Regions from separate parts of the Xenopus laevis genome. Here region 1 is linked to region 2. A link is a contact called in public Hi-C data. All regions are on one chromosome and are shown on one strand. Each heading gives the region's core, a stretch centred on a gene start, on an enhancer-like site or on the middle of the called end of the contact. The rest is flanking DNA. Distances are from core to core; before and after follow the strand shown.

What was found. Hi-C and Micro-C count contacts between places; a contact is called where the count stands out from the background.
Region 1: a contact with region 2 is called in a Hi-C map of the XL177 cell line, with 4 times the contacts expected there. The contact joins the enhancer-like site here to the promoter of prkca.L in region 2. A contact is called at or near these places in 2 of 4 Hi-C or Micro-C datasets (the XL177 cell line and the XTC cell line).

Annotation. Positions count from the first base shown.
Region 1 is chr9_10L:53,998,409-54,001,179 of Xenopus_laevis_v10.1, forward strand. prkca.L (protein kinase C, alpha L homeolog) reads left to right here. Exons shown (of 17, transcript NM_001093673.1): 10 at 74-247; 11 at 611-702; 12 at 2,516-2,578; 13 at 2,698-2,771. Among protein-coding and RNA genes, the nearest start is that of cacng5.L, 24 kb to the right of the region's middle. Within about 2 kb of position 1,408, at least 1 of the 7 cell types and tissues checked has an H3K27ac peak or open chromatin away from gene starts, as enhancers often do.
Region 2 is chr9_10L:53,898,563-53,901,609 of Xenopus_laevis_v10.1, forward strand. It overlaps prkca.L (protein kinase C, alpha L homeolog), which reads left to right and starts at 1,629. Exons shown (of 17, transcript NM_001093673.1): 1 at 1,629-1,856. The coding sequence starts at 1,672.

The DNA of each region.
Region 1 (2,771 bases), core at 158-2,657, 100 kb after region 2:
GAGTGAAGGTGGCTGAGCCAATGGCTTGAGGGTCTGTATCCCACGTTTCAGTGAAAGTGAAAATCATTTCCAGGTTATGTTGGCAGAAAGGAAGGGGTCAGATGAACTGTATGCTATTAAGATCCTGAAGAAGGACGTGGTGATCCAGGATGATGATGTGGAATGCACAATGGTGGAGAAACGAGTTCTGGCGCTGCAGGAAAAACCCCCCTTCCTCACACAACTCCACTCCTGCTTCCAGACAGTGGTAAGTCTTATAGGGTCCTCATGGATTAGCCATATGGCTAGTGGAAGCCATGTTTCCCACCTCTGTCCACATTGTCAGGGTGTCTTCAAGGGCATAATCATGCTGTGCTGCCAGTAACCAGATATATGGCACAGGTGCCCTGCTTTGGGCTTATAAAGTGGCACAGTTATGGGTACTATGACCCCAGCCCAGTCAGAACAATTATCCCCAACCCCAGATTGATAACCAACAAACAGTTCTGTCCACTCACCTGCCGTAACAATACTGAAAACTGACTTCTGATTGGTTGGCTTGTGGTATAATTGACAATGGTTTAGTCCCTCCTTTGTGGACTTCTCTGAAATGATTTTTCTTCTTCATTAGGATCGCCTGTACTTTGTCATGGAGTATGTCAGTGGAGGGGATCTGATGTATCACATCCAGCAAGTGGGCAAATTCAAGGAACCCCAAGCAGTGTAAGTTGTCTTATAAGATAAGACATGTGCTTAGATTGGGGTAATTTCCCAGGAACACTTACCCTCCCAGGGTATTTCCAGCCACCTGTGCCTTGCTCATGAGATAATATAGTCAGTTTTGTGCTTCAGTCCATTGCAAGTAAGTAACAGGGCAGGCAGGCTCGGGCACAGGGGTGCTCAGCAATGTGTAAGTTGCAGAGCCAGGCTGGGGGTATTATTGGGCATGTCGAACCCCTTTGCAGCTTTCCCTTCGAATCCACCCTGTAAGTACCAGTATGCAGGAGAGATAAAGATATATATTTTCAGATACTGGCAGGTATCACAGAGTCACTTACATGTAATTAATATGTATAAAATAAACCCTCATACAATTTTTTCTTATTATTTTATATTATAGTTTTAGCTCCGAGCTCAGAGGTTGCCCACAGGGTGTGGAGGAGGGGGTTAGGTAGAAAGGCTGGAAAGGAATTGAGAAAGGATTCTCATAGAGGTGGGGAAAGGTCAAGTTTCCAGCACATTATTAGATGCCAATTAACTGTAATTAAAGGTAATTAGTCCAAATTGCAGGACTAGCATGCAGATACTTGGAAATGTCCCTGGCAAGGGCATGATGGGAGTGCACTTAGAAGAGCCAGTGGCGTAACTACCAGGGATGAGGGGGGTGCCATCGAACCTGGACCCGTACCCTCTTGGGGCCCGCCAGAGCTGCCATAATGGTTATCGCGGACAGCTGGGCAGGGGGAGATTTTACAGCACGCATGTCGGCAGTACTTTAGCGCGCAATTCATAGGGGGAAGGCACAATAGGGGGGCCCAGGTGCCCATCCTGTACCAGGGCCCACCGGCGAGTAGTTATACCACTGAGAAGAGCCACACCAGGGGAATATGTGCACGGCACCGAATTGCCTGCCATGATTAATGCCATATAGCAGGGTATATACCAATCAGTGTCGGGGCAAAGGATATGCAGCAATATGCAGATACAGGGTCAAAAGATTTTTATACACAGAAATTATAGGCACTTTTATCATTAGGGAGAACCCTGATACCCCTAGCTTGGAAATTCGGTGCTTGTGGGTCCCTAGTATCACACACAATAATTACCCATTAATAATTACTATTTCTAGTATCTGACATTACTTAAAGGACACCCCCCTTTGCCTCGCAGTAGAATTAATATCCAGTTTCCCCGCATGCTCTGCCCTAACCTGTTACTAAAACGAGTCAGATGTTTCCTAGAAGCGGCCAGGGGCTGATTACGCACCAGGACGCTAGTAGTTGAGTCTGATGGTAATTACTTGTGTCACAATGTTACTGTTCAGAGCGCAACATTAGCTTTCAGCGGGCACGCGCCCAGGACACTGATTGAGGGGCCTTTGCTGTGGCTCCTGTACGGCTGAGAGCTGACCTGTGAGTGAAGGTAGGATGGGGCTCAGAGTGTAGAGAAACAACGCAAATCATCACGTTGCTATGGAGATCTGGCACCCCAAGGGGTCAGGGTGTTATACACCTTCTGCCATATAATGTGGGGGTTCAGTGGGTTCTTAAATATTCAGTTGATTTAGGTTCTGAGCACAGTGTGGGGCAAAAAGCTGGTAAGGCTGTGAACCCATGGCTTAGTAGGTATTTGTGAACTACAACTCTTTGCAGTCTTAGCCTGGAGCCCTTGTTAAATTAGACTTTCTGCTGTCCCCATCCACCTCTTCCTCCTTCAGCAACAAATGATGAACCAAAGCCCAGTTCTCTTACCATTCACTAATGGGTTAATTGTATCCCAGTTACGGATCAGTAACCTTCTCTCTCACTCCCTGCAGGTTCTACGCAGCAGAGATATCTGTTGGCCTGTTTTTTCTGCACAGGAAGGGGATCTGCTACAGGTGGGTGACTACTATATAAGGGCCACACACTTCAGCATAAAATCTGTCCTAATTAGACTGTATGCTTTTTAGAACAGCACCACTTTTCCCTGGTTCTGACCCTGTGTTATTCCGTACAGAGACTTGAAGTTGGACAATGTCATGTTGGACTTCGAAGGTCACATTAAAATCGCAGATTTCGGGATGTGCAAGG
Region 2 (3,047 bases), core at 379-2,878:
TGCAGGGGGTATATCAAAACTGTGCAGTCTGCTTTATATGTCACATCTCATAGAATCAGCTCATCTACATGTGTGCCGGGATCTCAGCTAAGCTCAGTCCTGTCTTCATGGCCCAAAGTATGCGTAGAAGTGCCCACATAAAAACATTTGTAGGTAGAAGGGTTGTGAGATAAGGTGAGATGGGAACTGTAGAAGAAGCAAGAAGTCTATGGAGATACAGTGGGTTAAGATTGCCCTACCTTATTGTTAAATGCTTGGTCCAATATATTGCTGCCCCTATATCTTGCCCTAAGGTTGTTCTGTTCCCTTCTAGATCCTGCCTGTGTTCCTTTATATGGTCATAGAACTTCTCAGTGACTTTTAATATCCTTATAATTTACAGTAGGGGGTACATTATCCCTTATAATACATGAGTGATACTCAGATTTCCCTGTATAACTCAGCCTTGTGCCTTTATATGGTCACAGAACCCCCCAGTGACTTCTAATATCCTTATAATTTACATAGTGGTGCTTCTACAATGAGACAAGGTTAGACTCTTGCCTCTGATTGCAATGCCCTGCACCTTAACAAAGGTGCCAAAATTATGGTTATTATACCTAAAATTTGGCTGTTCTAGTAGTCTTCTACTACACTTTCGAAATGGCATTCAGGGTGACCAGCAAGCCACCACAGGTGGCAGAGGGGCCACGATCATCCCTGCAGCCTTGTACCCTTATATGGTCACAGAACCCTTCAGTCACTTCTAATATGCTTATAATTTACAGTAGGGGGTACATTATCCCTTATAATACATGAGTGATACTCAGAGTTCCCTGTATAACTCAGTCTGCAGCCTTGTGCCTTTATATGGTCACAGAACCCCCAGTGACTTCTAATATCCTTATAATTTACAGTAGGGGGTACATCATCCCTTATAATACATGAGTGATACTAAGAGTTCCCTGTATAACTCAGCCTGCAGCCTTGTGCCTTTATATGGTCAAAGAACCCCTCAGTGAATTCTAATATCCTTATAATTTACAGTAGGGGGTACATTATCCCTTATAATACGAGTGATACTTAGAGTCCCCTGCTTGACTGCAGCCTTGTGTTTTTAAATTGTCACAGAACCCCTCAGTGACTTGACTCCTAGTATGCTTATAATTTACAGCAGAGGGAGGGTAAATTATCCAATACATATTCAATGCAGGTTGATGAAGGATGAGAGAAGTCGCAGTACCACACAGAACCGCCAGGTGCCGCTGACACTTCGTTCTCATGCTATGGCACAACGCAAAGAGATAAGCCTAACGCTTATTGGGCGGGGTCAGAAGCTCAAATGGGCGGGAGGTATAGACACCATGCCAAGGGGAGGGGCAAATGGAGTAGCAAAGACTTAGGGGACTTTAGGCGCAACGTGGTAACGTCACTAAGCGGGTTGCTTGGGAGGAGGTCCCTGCGTTGCGGACAGTGAGTTACAGACAGGCCGGTGCCAAAACTAGGGAATGGGTGGGCTCTAGAAAGTGTTTCCCAAGTAGGGGGCGTTCCCGGGCACGGTAGAGGTGGGGTTAAAAACGTCACGGGGCGGGGAGCAGGGCATGGAGGCGGCTCCCCAGCCCGGAGCTGTCAGTGGGGCAGTGGTTGCCCGTTTGGATTCGGACTTTTCCCGGTACCGGAGAACCCAGCACCATGGCTGATGTCTTCCAGCACAACGACAGCACCTCGTCCTCATCCCCCTTACAGGACGTGGTCCAGCGCTTTGCCCGCAAGGGGGCCCTTAGACAGAAGAACGTGCACGAGGTGAAGAATCACAAATTCATCGCTCGCTTCTTCAAGCAGCCAACGTTCTGCAGCCACTGCACCGACTTTATATGGTATGTATCAAATGTACCTTACTGGCCCCTGATATACTCCTGCTGCTCACTGTGCACACCAACTGCCCCCTACTATATACCTATATTACCCCTGAACCCAACTCTACACCCACAATCAGCCAACATTCTACACATACTTGATATAGTAAGTAGCACAACTGCCCCTCACATAACTCTACTGTCCCTTTGTGTCCCTATTGCCCCTGTACCCTTAAGTAGCAAACATTCTGCAGCCACTGCACTTTATATGGTAAGTACCCCAACTGCCGCCTCTTATACCCCTAGTGTCCCCTCATATAACCCTAGTCCCCCTGTATTCACAAGCTGCTCAGCTTCTGCAGCCACTACCCAGTGATCCCCAACCAGTAGCTCGTGAGCAACATGTTGCTCTCCAACCCCTTGGATGTTGCTCTCAGTGTCCTCAAAGCAGGTGCTGATTTTTGAATTCCAGGCTTGGAAGCAATTTTTAATTGCATAAAAACTAAGTATAGTGCCAAGTAGAGCCTCTTGTAGGCTGCAGTTCCACATAGGGGCTACCAAATAGCCAAGCACAGCCCTTATTGTGTTGCTCCCCAACTCTTTTTACATTTGAATGTGGCTCACGGGTAAAAAAGGTTGGGGACCCCTGCACTACACCAACTTTGTATGGTACATACCACAACTGGCCCCAATGTACCTCTACTGCCCTTTATACCCACAAGCAGCCCACCTTCTGCACCCAATGTGGTAAGTACTCCAGCTGCCCACCCTACCTATTTATACTGCCTGTTACCTGCCCTGAATGTTTCCTATTTCTCTTTTGCCCTATCTGTTGCTACTGTCTCTTTACTTACCATTACACCAATGGCAGCTGCAACCACATATTCCTGCCAACACCACTGCCACTATAATGGCCCCAGCTTAAAGGAACAGTAACACCAAAAAATGAAAGTCTTTTAAAGTAATGAAAATATAATGTACTGATAAAATGGGTGTTTACTTCAGAAACTATAAAATAGTTATAAATATATATATATATAAAATAGTATATCTATTTATATCTATCTATATATATATATATATATATATATATATATATATATATATATATATATATATATATATATATATATATATATATATATATATATAAGATCAGCACTGTCAGAGGTGCTGATCTTCTATTCATATACTACTACAGGTTTGATCATG